Regions from separate parts of the Mus musculus genome. Here regions 2, 3 and 4 are each linked to region 1. Evidence: chromatin contacts called from public Hi-C, HiChIP or PLAC-seq and promoter capture Hi-C data. All regions are on one chromosome and are shown on one strand. The core of a region is the stretch at or near the end of the contact, and the rest is flanking DNA. Distances in the headings are between cores, read along the strand shown.

Region 1 (2,703 bases), core at 34-2,533:
TCATTTTTTTAACCTAGAAAACAAAGAGTTAGGGTGATTTGGGAACACGTTAAATATTTGATAATTTGAATGATGACCATGTCGATGTTCTTTATTTTTCTCAATTCAAAGCTGAAGGGCTAAGGCTTAACATTCTTACAGTTCTGAAATACCAATTAGAAGCTTTTAGAACACAGCAGGTTGGTGTGGTCGTACATGCCTTTGATCCCAGTGAGGCAGAGGCAGGAGGATCTTTTAAGTTCAAGGCCAAACCTGATCTACATAGTGAGCTCTAGGCCAGACAGAGCTACATACTGATACAAACAAACAAACAAACAAACAAACACTAAGCAAAAACCAAAAGCATGACAGGTGTGTCAAATACCATGTTATCTGATGTGCCTGACAGGGATGGAAAATGGGCCGCCCAGCTTTTGTTACACTGTTAACTATGGCTCCCTCTAAGTGGATTTGAGTTCTGGATAATCAAGTCCACCTGCTCCCAGGCTACCTTGCTCTCCATGTCTCTCACGTGTCTCTACTCCCCACTCTCCCTAGCCCACTTCTCCAGACAATATAAGTTAAAGAAGCCCAGCTATTGTTAAAAAGGAAAATGCCTATTCTAATAATCAACTTGTTTTCAAAGGGATAGGAGAAAAAGTGGCAAAATGAGAGTTTTTGGTGTTTTTCAAACCCCTGTTATCCCAATGATAGCCTATAGGGAAGCTAAAAATAACACGTAACATGAAAAGCTACTCTTATTAGTAATCTGAAGCATATGTCACAATGCAAATGCTTTCTGCAGATGTTCAGAAAGCATTAATATCCATACACCTGTCTATACCTTCTGTAGGACCATTAAGCTCAAAAGAACAAGCAAACCCAACATTAAAACCAGCCTACCTGGAGAAAACCCTGAGCACAGACACAACAAAGCCCAGAGAGGTTATGTTCTTAGGTCGCCTTCCTCCCTTCCACTCCAAACTCCATGGTCGTGTTATCCCTACAGCAATTGCGTCTAGGCAAACTGGGCCACCACAGACTGCTACACAGTTTATCTAAGAACTCTTCAGAGCATTCCAGAACTCACCAGAAATTCACTGGCAAACTCCTCACTGTTGAGTTTCTTTTTCTGGGCTTCTTTCAGTAGTTGCTGCAGAATTTCTCTTTGGTCCATGCCGCAGAGCAAGAGTCTGTGAGTAGGTTAAGGGAGGGCATGTCAAATATGTGTCATGGCCAAGGCAGCACCAAGAAGCCACTGCTGCTGCAGGAGCACAGCGTGCTGGAGGCTGTGGTTTACTGACTTCATCACAAGCCCTAGAGGAAATTAGTACAAAACTAGCTTCTGTGGTCACACAACAAAGCCATCATCTCCCTGCAGGGCCCTAGCGCCTTCCTTTCTCAACAAAGAAACTTGGCTACTGTTCAAATGTAACAAACAAGAGGCTAACCAGAACACAAACTGTGGTCTGCTTAGCTCAGAGACTGTTCCACGCTGTCAGTCTCAGACAGCACTCAGTTCTTCCATTCCCAGAAGAAAGGCAGAAAGTACAGCACTAACCTGTGAGTTCAGCTTTTCACATCCCAGTGAGCAGAAAGGCCTGGGTGACGCCCACCTATGCCCTGCTGCAGGAGAGGAGACAAACACTGGAGTTACCTATCTCCGACCCGGACCATTATCCCCAAAGTCTCCTATAGATATGATCATGGCAGACCTCTGCTCATCAAGCGGGCATTTTGTTTCAGAATTTGTCAAGCTTCCATTATAAACCTCACGTTTTTCTTTTAGAGGAAGCAAAGTCCACTGCTTCTGATGGTCCATCTCACCCGTGACTGGGGAAGTACTGGCCCTCATTAAGGGAAGTGTTGGTCTCTGTACTTCTTCAGACCTCCAGTAGCTTTGCAAACACTGAGAGTACAGCTCTACACAGGATGGGAAGCACCGGGGAGGCAGTTAGCACAATATCCCCAGAACGCACTGCTAGCAAACAGCGAAAGGACAAAACGGAACTAAAGCTAAAATATTGCTTGCTGAGAACCATACAGATTCTATCTAGGTCAGCCTGTCTGGAGAGAATTGAGGAGAGGTGGTGCAGTCCCAGCTCCTCAGGACTGTCCCCAGCTGCAAGATCACTTGAGTCTCAGAGTTTGAGACACCTGAGAAACAAAGTGAGCGCTCTCTCTCTCTCTCTCTCTCTCTCTCTCAGAAGGGGAGGGAGGAAGAATGAAAGAGGCTGAAGAATTCATGAAGACATGTTGACATTTTGATCCTACAGAGCCTATCTCAGAAAAGATCGCGTTTCAGGGAGCCGTCCACATCTGTGGTATCAGTGCCTTAACAAGGCAGGTTATTCCAGAGAATGCTTCCACATCTCCGTTTGCATAAATCCTCTCTTCGATGGGCACAAATCCACTCAAGATCTAATTCAGTGTGAAAACCCTTGCAAATGAGGAAGTTCAGTAAACAGAATGTTACAAAATTAGTTTCAAGTTAAAAAAAAAAACTGGGAAAGGTGTAGTTTGGACTTCCTCTATTAAGATATTAGCAACCCTTTCTGGTTTTACACTATTCAAACTCCCTTCAGAAAATCATGATTTTGAACACAAAACACGCTGCACCCTCTTCATTGAACCCTTGGCAGGCAATTTGAAGTTAGTATTTCACATAAAGAATTTCAAATGTAGTTCACACAAATTAAAATGAACCATAATTCTTCAGCAATA
Region 2 (2,739 bases), core at 237-2,736, 580 kb after region 1:
CATTCCAACCCCTAGCTATCAACACTGTCGGACCAGGCCTTCCCACCCCAACTCACTTCTCACGGAGGGTTCGGTACACCCCTTTTCTGTCTCTTTAGTCCACCCTCTGCAGAAGCGCCTCAAACCTCCCTCTCAGCATCCCCTCCCCCAGCCCCTCGCAGCCGGCACCCCTCCCTTCTCTCTCCCCATATCTCCGGCGGTGCAGCTTCTCTGGTAACCGTCCCCGGGGCCGTAGCTTTCGTCTCGGAGACCTCTCTGCACTGCACCGTCCGAGCACCCTCGGCACCCCAAGCCGCCACACCAGATTCTCCCGGGTGCGGCCTGCTGCTCACCTTGCTGGACGTCACCGTTGCTGCCCCCAGGGATGGGCACGCTGAGCTGGCGCTCCGGCTCCGGCAGACAGCGCAGGCAGAAGGAGTGCAGGCAGGGGAGCAGCTTGGGCTCCGCCTCGCGCCGGCTCTGCAAGCTCTGCTGACACACCGCGCAGGTGTCCAGAAGCGAGGCTGGTGGTCCGAGAGGTGGCCCCGACGAGGAACCAGGAGCCGGGGCGGGAGCGGGGGCCGGGGCCGGGGCCGGGGCCGGGGCCGGGGCTGGGGCAGCAGCTGGAGCCGGCGTCGATGCCGCGCCTCCGGGGACCGCGGAGCCCACTGAGGCCGCGGGGACCGAGGCGGCCGGGGCCGAGCTTGAGGAGGCCGCGGCCACCCCCCCGTCGTCGGGCCCAGCCGCACCGCCCTCCGCGCCAGCCCTGCCGCCTTCCTCCTCCTCCTCCTCCACCAGCACCGCGGCGAGAGGCGGCTCCGCCTCCTGCGCCGTGGGCCCGGCGGCCCCGGCGGTTACCGGCGCGCTACCGCTGCCCCCGCCGCCACTCTCTGCCTCACCGCCGCCTTTGTTTTCCGCCATGTTTTCCTCTTTGAACCCGCCGGACCGCCCCGCGCCGCCCGCCGCTCGCGCCGCCGCCGCCGCCCCCAGCCTCAGCCGCAGCCACAGCAAGAGCGGCCGCCGAGAGCGAGCGAAGTAGCGAGCGAGCGAGCGAGCGAACGCACGAGAGCGCGCGCGCACGCGGCGCCCCCGCCCTCGCGTCGCGGGGCGGGAGGGGTGGGCACGCGCACGTACGCACCGACGTCCTCCGGAGGGAGGCGGGAACTCCGGCCGCGCGCGCTCGCGGGACAGACCGCGATGCAGCTCCGCGCCTCGGTGTGGTCTGTTGCCACCCGGCTGGAGTTGTGTAGCTCGGTAGGAGCTGGTGGAACTGGGTCTCTATGATGTGGCTGCTAGCGCCGAAGCCGCGGTGGTGCGGGAAGAAGGGAGGGAAAACATGCAGGAGTAGGAGGCCGGCTTGCGTTCGCCCCCGAGCGAGCGTCTCCACGGCGACGCCATCCCCAGCGACGGGCGCGCCACCGCGGAAGCTTCACCTGTCGCGCGCTTGGTCGCGGAGGCCTCCTACCGAGGAGGTGCGGACCACCTGGGTCTTCGCTGGGTGTTGCTGGACCGCGTTCTCTAGAGGGCTGTGACACCCGAGAGCGGCTGCGCAGAGTTCCCCCCACCACGTACACACACACCCCAAAAGTCTCCAGATATAGGCTCCTGCGGTGAGACAGAAGTCTTCTAATAGCTATTTTTAGCTTCTTAAGGTGATTCTCCAACGTTGCTACATACCTGAAAGCCAATCAAATGAGCTTTTTTCTAAACAGAGATGCCAGGGCCACACCCCAAAACAGAATCAGGAAGTTGAAAACCAGATGAATGTTGAAAAGTCCCTGCGGCTGATGTGCCAGTTTGGGAGACCATGTTTCTAACCAATATTATATCCCGAGAATCTCACTCGGCGTCCCCGGGTGGGCCAGCTGACTGTCCTCACCACCTCAATCTTAGAAGCTTTATGAAAGGGTTTTGTTTTGTTGGTATCGGGCCTCTCCGCCTCAGGCTGCCATCAGACCTTCATTTAGCCAGTGCTGCCAGAACAAGTGTAACTTGATATAGTGCCCACCTGTAGTCACCTGCAGGGAGACTGCTGAGTTCCTGGCCAGCTTAAGCATCAGGCTTCATAGGGAGACCTTGCCTCCAAAAAGAAATGGGGGAGGGGAAATGATGTAAGTGCAACAGCTGTTTTAATGTGAGTCTCACAAGCCCGTCCTAGACCGTAGTTATACAGGAAATTTATTTGGGTGAGTTTTTAAATTCACAGAAAAGCGTTTTTCATCAATTCCTTCAAAATCTCTTCTGACTTTCGTGTTAAGATAGAAACGTTGGGGTTCCTGCAGGAGAACAAAGAAACTCTCTGCCTTCAAGAAGTTGACAGTTTAGAGGATGAACATGGAGAGTATGTCGGGGGAAATGATAAATGCTTTGGAGTAAAAATAAGGCGAGTGTAAAGGATTTGTGCTGATTGAGCAAGGGCTCTGCTGATAAGGTGAAGAAACCTGGCTTGCACAAGAGTATTCCAGACAGGAGCAGGTGGCAAAAAACAAAGGGCCTAAGGCAAACAGAGACCCTGGAATTAGTGTGAGAGGAATGGCTTCAACAAGGAAAGGAAAAATAGGAGATAACACTTGTGGTCGTTTGAATAAAAATGGCCTCCATGTGGCCAGGCCTGGTGGCCCACGCCTTTAATCCCAGCACTCAGGAGGCAGAGGCAGGTGGATTTCTGAGTTCGAGGCCAGCCTGGTCTACAAAGTGAGTTCCAGGACAGCCAGGACTACACAGAGAAACCCTGTCTCAAAATAACCAAAAGAAAAAACA
Region 3 (2,784 bases), core at 202-2,701, 580 kb before region 1:
CCAGTTCTGTATATATAAAGATGTGTAGCAGGCAAAGATTTTCTTACCATTCTCTAGGCGCTGGTGCTTGTTTTCTTTGCTGGACAGGAACGTCTTAGTTTCCTATACGTCTAGTTGTTGGTTGTTGGCAATGTGTGCTGTACAGTTGGAGCACTGTTGAGAAAGTTTCTTCTATGCCTGTGTCCTGAAGTGTTTTGCTTCAGGTCTGGCTCTAAGATCCACTTTGAGTTGATTTTGCACAGGGTTGGAGACGGGGGTCTTAGTCTTTCCTCTCCTTGTGGAAATCGTTTTCTCAGCACAGGTGTTTAGAGGTCTCTTTCCTCCAGTGTATGTTTTTGATACCTTTGTCCAAAGATAGAGAACTGTAGCTTTGTGGGGTGACTTCTGGGACCTCTGTTTGAGCCCCTTGATTGCCAGGGCCACTTTTTGAGCTAGTAACATGCTGTTTTTGTTACCATGATGCTGTAATATGGTTTGATATGGAATATTCCTGATAACTCTAGCATTTTCCACTTTCTGATAAGGATTTGCTTGAGATGTCAGGGTCTTTTGTCCTTGTAGGAAGCTAAACTGCTGGCCTACCAAAAGAATAAGTATAAAATTCTGAAAAAGAAAGCCCCCCCTTTCTCTGTGTTGTTTTGCTTGCTTGGTTACTTGCCTCCCTACCCAAAACAAAAAACAAACAAAACAAAACAAAAAAAAAAACCAAAAAACAAAAAAGGCAAAACAAGACAAAACCTTTCTCAGTTTGGAAGCCTGGTCCCCTTTTCTTTATGTTGAATACTCCCTATTTCCTGGGTCCATCTAGCTTAGAATTTCTTCAGGCTAAAATAACTTGGAGCTCAATTTAAACAATTATTTTTGTAGTCCCCGCCCCCCCCCCCCCCCCAGCCCCCAGCTACTTGTTGAGTAATCCAGGGTGTGTGTTCATGCCCAGGGCCAGGCAGCTGATTAAAAAACCTCTGCAGCATCCCAGGCTCTCCCGAGAAGGGGCCGGCTCACTGCCAAGCTCTCTACACAAGTTAGTCTAACCTGAATTTTGCAGTAGGGGGATGAAGAGGTTGGAATCCGAGATGCAGGGCAAACTGCAGTTTTCCCCTCACGTGTGCTCTTCAGATCCAGATATTAGAATTTAAGAAAGGCAGTGACAAGATCACTGTGGCTCTAATCCTGTCCCTTTAAGAAGCCTGTCATTTAACTCTTGAATACCCCATCAGCAATAGATAAAGGGCGGGTGAAGAAACTGTTGAGGCTCTTTCAAAAGGCGCCTTTTTGTTCCAAGGCATCTTCTTGTTTCCTTCTGTGGAGGCTCTACTACACAGCGGTTTGAACGAGAACTGGCCTCCAGGTGGCGCTTCAGCACAGAGAATGGCGGCAGAGGGCGCTACCCAGGCCACCATTGCTCAGGGATACCCTTACGTAAGGGGATTCACAGGAAATCCGGCTTCTCCGGTTGCACAATGGCGAGAGGCCTGGCCTTTGTCATGGCTCAGGCTGTAACTCAAAATCTGTACGGGGCGGTGCATGGCTCAAAAGTTCTAGAACGCTGCCAGGATGAAGCCCAGGGCAGCTTGGCCTGTTGGGAGGGAGAGGCCAGAGCTCCAGGCTTTGTCCTCGGAGGCCGGAGTCTTGTTCTGGGCTCCTAGCCCAGGATGAGCTCGCAGCTTGGCCCTCAGAGGTCTTCATTTTGATCCAAGGCTGCAGTCTTGCCCGTGTCCTCTCTCTTCCTTGAATCGTTTCCCTTCCCCCTCCTCTTCTCACCCTCTCTCCACACCCCATTCTCACCTTATGCTTTTTTACAAATTGATTGTCCTGTGTGATCTCATTTGCAGCTCCCACTTCCAGGGTAAAGGAGCAGGTTTGGGGCCATCCCTCAGTCCACGGAGAAGGTCCCTCCCATGCTTGTCACCACTAGCAAATACTGAGCGGCTTGGGCAAACATTGAATTCAACTTGGTGGTTCGAGAGCTTGGCACTGAGGAGTGCTCAGAACCATTTCCAGCATGAAGAAATATTTACAGACGGAAGCTGGGTGGAAGAGCAGTGTGTCCCAGGACTGCATTCTAGAGGTCAGGACCCCAGATACTAGAGCCACCGCGAAGCACTAGTTACAGCAGTTAATGTCTAAAGGGAGAAGAACAGCGGCACGCAGAAACCCGGGGACCCAGTCTCGGTGCTTGGCAGACACTATGAAACTTCTCCAGGTTCGGCCCTGGAGTACCTGTCTATAAGGGGACAAGTGACAATATGGTCGAAACAGAATGAATGGTGTGTATGAGAGCTCGTTTAAAGCATGGGGTGGATAGGCATTCTGACTTATCAAAAGCCGCCTTTCCTCACTGAGAATGCCCTGGGGCAGGGAGTGTCCTTGTAGCTTTTACCTATTCTGCCCCCATTGGATATCCGGCCAGCCCTTTCCTTGGTTTTTGTTTGAATGTGCGTGCTTCAGGCATTTGGGACTTGAGGCAGACTGACTAACTCGGTTCCAGTCCCAACTCTACCTTTTACTTGCTGGCTGGTGCTGCATGGGTCATTTAGCCCCTTTATGCCTGCTTCATATCTGTTTGAGTGGTAATATGATAACAACAGTATTAACTACAATTTTAGGAGCTGATACACAGACAAATGTGTGTGTGCGCGCAGGCGACCACTGAGGCCCCTCCCCATGTCTCAGCTGTCTCTCTCTAGTTATCCTGTACTGGAGAACTGGTTTGGTTCACACTGGGGTGGGTGTGGGGGGGTCTCATCAAAATTGTGTAAGATTCCCTCAGATCAGCTGCCAGAC
Region 4 (2,799 bases), core at 178-2,677, 650 kb before region 1:
CTGCTGTCCCCGAAGTGTACATTTTTGATGAAGTCCAATATCTCTATCACTTTTCTGGCTTCACATTTTGCTTCAATGGTAATAAATAGTAGTTGCTGTTAGTTTTCATGGTCATGTTTACTGGGAGAAGAAGGGAGAAGAAGCTGAAGGAGACACCTTTCTAAAAGTCCTCTGCAGTAGACAAGCACACGAGGACAGTCAGAAAAGTAATTTTAACCCAAAGGCATGACATGGATGGAAATGGTGTGTGTGTGTGTGTGTGTGTGTGTGTGTGTGTGTGTGTGTGTGTAAGTGCCACAGGGTGCATATGGTGATCAGAGGACAGGGACTTGCAGGAGTCAGTTGTCTCATTCTACCATGTGGGGTCTGCGAATTCAACTTAGGTTGATACACTTGGTGGCAAAGCTATTATTGATGAAGCATCTTACCCACCCTGTTTTTCGTTTCTCCTCTTCTTTCATACAAAGCATACTATGCAGATGAGGCTGAACTGGGACTTGGGTTCTCCTGCCTCAAATTCCCAAGGAGTGCTCAGACTGCAGGCGTGCTGGTCCACACCTGGCTTGCAAAGTCTTTGAAAAGTATAGACACTATATGTCAGTGAACCATTACTGATATTTTCATTTTTACTCATTTTGTAGGTAACACACAGCGGAGAGATCACAAGGTAGCTAGATTCCGCTGTTCCCAGTAAGTCTTTTTACTTCAGGATAATTTCCTTCCAGTCTTCTTAACTTTGTTGATTGCTCAAAAACCTCAAACAGAAACCAGAAAACCCACATCCTCAAACCAACGTTTTATCTATTTGTCCCACTTGTTCTTCTGAAGATGAAACAATATTTTCCCAAATCGAGGAAAGAATTTTCTTTAGAGACAATTATTGAACTCCAGGCTACTGTAGAAGCCGGAGGTGTACTGACTAAATAGCGCCTCTGCCAATGGGAACTTGAAGTCCTTTCACAGTGACAGCGTGCCATGCTCCGGGAGAACCAACTGCCACATTTTTTCAGGGCAGGGAGTTCGGCCGCAGAGGCCGCCCTGGTTGGGCTCCGGAGACTGATGTGGTCGAAGTTAGGTTTAGATCGCGCACTTATTTGCAGCTGCTGCTTGGCATGCAGCCCTTGTGCCATTCCCTTCTGCAGGAGCCTACAGAATAGGTCTTTTTTCACTACTACTGCAGATCAACCGCAGTGAGGATTTGGCGTTTCGGGTTTCGCTTTTTCCATTCTATTTCAAGGCCCTAGTGCGCCCACAAGCGGAGGAATAGCTGCAGAACTGCAGAAGCAGCTCGGAAAAGGAGAAAGGGCCGCTGTAATGCTCGCCTCCTAGGGGGCGGGGCAATCGTAGGCCTCGCCTCTCTCAGAACCCAATTTCCGACGCAACCTCATCCCGGGGCTCCGATTGGCTGGCTGCTGAGCGTGAGTACGTTGCGTCGCGGGGCGGGGCGGACGAGCGGTGTCTGTCAGGGTTTCAGCTCTACGCCCCCGACCGCCGCCCCCTCCCCTGCGGTAGCGTCGTTTCCTCCTCTCGCCCGCTCTGAGAGGGGACAAGTGACAGCCCGGGCTCCGGGTGGCGGTTTAGCCTCCGGGCATCTCTCCTCAGCCGACTCTCTGAGCTAGCTGCTGTTCTCGAGCGGGTCCCGGCCAGGGGAAGATGGCGGCCGCGCCCCGCGGCATCTGGGAGCAGCGGCGCCTGGGCTGTGGGTTGGGACCCCTCGCACGGTTGCTCATCCTTGCGCAGGCGCTGCGGCTGCTGCCCGCTGCCCGAGCCGGCCTGTGCCCGGCGCCCTGCGCCTGCCGTCTTCCTCTGCTGGACTGCAGTCGCAGGAAGCTGCCCGCGCCCAGCTGGAGGGCACTGTCGGGCCCGCTGCCCTCCGACATCTCCAGCCTGTGAGTAGAGGGTCCCAGGGCGCGGTCGCCACCGAGTTCGGAAGGGAGCTGCCTTATTGAGATTGTGAACTTTGAATGTTAGGGTTTCCCGGTACTCGTGGGAAGATAGGGGTTAAGATCTGGGGTCTGTGACGTTCCGGGCTGGAGATGTTTAATGTTGGACTCACGGGTCCTGAGCAGCACAGCTGAGACTCTGGATGGCTGTGGGTCGGGTCCAAGTGCAAAGCCCTCTTTGGGCTGCATCATTTTTTTTTTTTTTTTTTTTTAAAATTCCAGCTTGACTGGTCCTTGGGCACGTGATGCAAACACGATCTCTCCCAAAGATACAGGATCTCTCTTTTGTCCCCAGTTCTCCCATCGGCTCATTGTATGTTTCAGTTTTGATACTTGAGTTCTTGATAGGGTTGAAAACCTCTGCATGCCTAAGGAAGATCATTGCTGATCTCTAATGTTTTGTAAGAGCAGTTATTCTTTAGTAGTCAGTTTAAAGAGGGGAAAGATTTTTTTTCCCCAAATCACGATACTTTGTCTTCACTATGTTCCTTTGAGTTAAAGAACCTTCATTTCAGATCTCTTTGTTTATGTATGAGAATCCAGTGCAGTGATCGAGTGGATTCTCTAGCTCTGACTTTAAATCCTGACAAACTTGTATTAGCTAGTGGCATTTGGAGAGCTCACTGCTCTGAGTCAGTAGGCATTAAATAGAACAGTAGGTATTAAATGCTGCAATTATGAGACTTCTTAGCCACCAACATACAGTTATGTCTCTGCCACTAACTGATCAACGTGCTTATTAATTGACTTCTAGAGTTACCTCTGAAAAAGAGTTATCACTAAAAATAGTTTTGTGATATAATTAAAATACAAAGATTGGTTAGGTTCTTAATGGAAAAAGAATACAGGTAGAACA

The links. Promoter capture Hi-C pulls out the DNA fragments that hold promoters and counts their contacts. A called contact is a pair of places that touch in the nucleus more often than the background predicts. HiChIP or PLAC-seq counts read pairs in DNA pulled down with a chosen protein or histone mark.
Region 2: a contact with region 1 is called in a promoter capture Hi-C map of pre-B cells, with 2.4 times the contacts expected there. The contact joins the promoter of Trim33 here to the promoter of Ptpn22 in region 1. A contact is called at or near these places in 4 of 39 promoter capture datasets (cranial neural crest, liver, neutrophils and 1 more) and 1 of 115 datasets of contacts at active chromatin or transcription factors (memory CD8 T cells).
Region 3: a contact with region 1 is called in an H3K27ac HiChIP or PLAC-seq map of T-cell acute lymphoblastic leukemia, with 8 times the contacts expected there. The contact joins the enhancer-like site here to the promoter of Ptpn22 in region 1. A contact is called at or near these places in 7 of 39 promoter capture datasets (the 3T3-L1 cell line, the C10 cell line, the HPC-7 cell line and 4 more), 2 of 15 datasets of contacts at CTCF or cohesin (large pre-B cells and pro-B cells), 5 of 484 Hi-C or Micro-C datasets (the Ba/F3 cell line, the HL-1 cell line, cerebral cortex and 1 more), 8 of 115 datasets of contacts at active chromatin or transcription factors (the SCID.adh cell line, T-cell acute lymphoblastic leukemia, astrocytes and 5 more) and 1 of 9 other capture datasets (embryonic stem cells).
Region 4: a contact with region 1 is called in a Hi-C map of Th1 cells, with 6 times the contacts expected there. The contact joins the promoter of Lrig2 here to the promoter of Ptpn22 in region 1. A contact is called at or near these places in 5 of 39 promoter capture datasets (the C10 cell line, the HPC-7 cell line, hematopoietic stem and progenitor cells and 1 more), 2 of 484 Hi-C or Micro-C datasets (CD4 T cells and Th1 cells), 10 of 115 datasets of contacts at active chromatin or transcription factors (the 230-238 cell line, the SCID.adh cell line, astrocytes and 6 more) and 2 of 9 other capture datasets (embryonic stem cells and pancreatic islet).

What each region holds. Positions count from the first base shown.
Region 1 is chr3:103,858,857-103,861,559 of GRCm38.p6, reverse strand. It overlaps Ptpn22 (protein tyrosine phosphatase, non-receptor type 22 (lymphoid)), which reads right to left and starts at 1,283. Exons shown (of 21, transcript NM_008979.2): 1 at 1,070-1,283. The coding sequence starts at 1,156.
Region 2 is chr3:103,278,040-103,280,778 of GRCm38.p6, reverse strand. It overlaps Trim33 (tripartite motif-containing 33), which reads right to left and starts at 1,486. Exons shown (of 20, transcript NM_053170.3): 1 at 333-1,486. The coding sequence starts at 900.
Region 3 is chr3:104,440,783-104,443,566 of GRCm38.p6, reverse strand. No RefSeq gene overlaps it. Among named protein-coding and RNA genes, the nearest start is that of Gm38412, 33 kb to the right of the region's middle. Within about 2 kb of position 1,451, at least 210 of the 459 cell types and tissues checked have an H3K27ac peak or open chromatin away from gene starts, as enhancers often do. A contact at or near this core is called in the Ba/F3 cell line, the HL-1 cell line, the SCID.adh cell line and 7 more, where this site is marked.
Region 4 is chr3:104,510,546-104,513,344 of GRCm38.p6, reverse strand. It overlaps Lrig2 (leucine-rich repeats and immunoglobulin-like domains 2), which reads left to right and starts at 1,427. Exons shown (of 18, transcript NM_001025067.2): 1 at 1,427-1,889. The coding sequence starts at 1,654.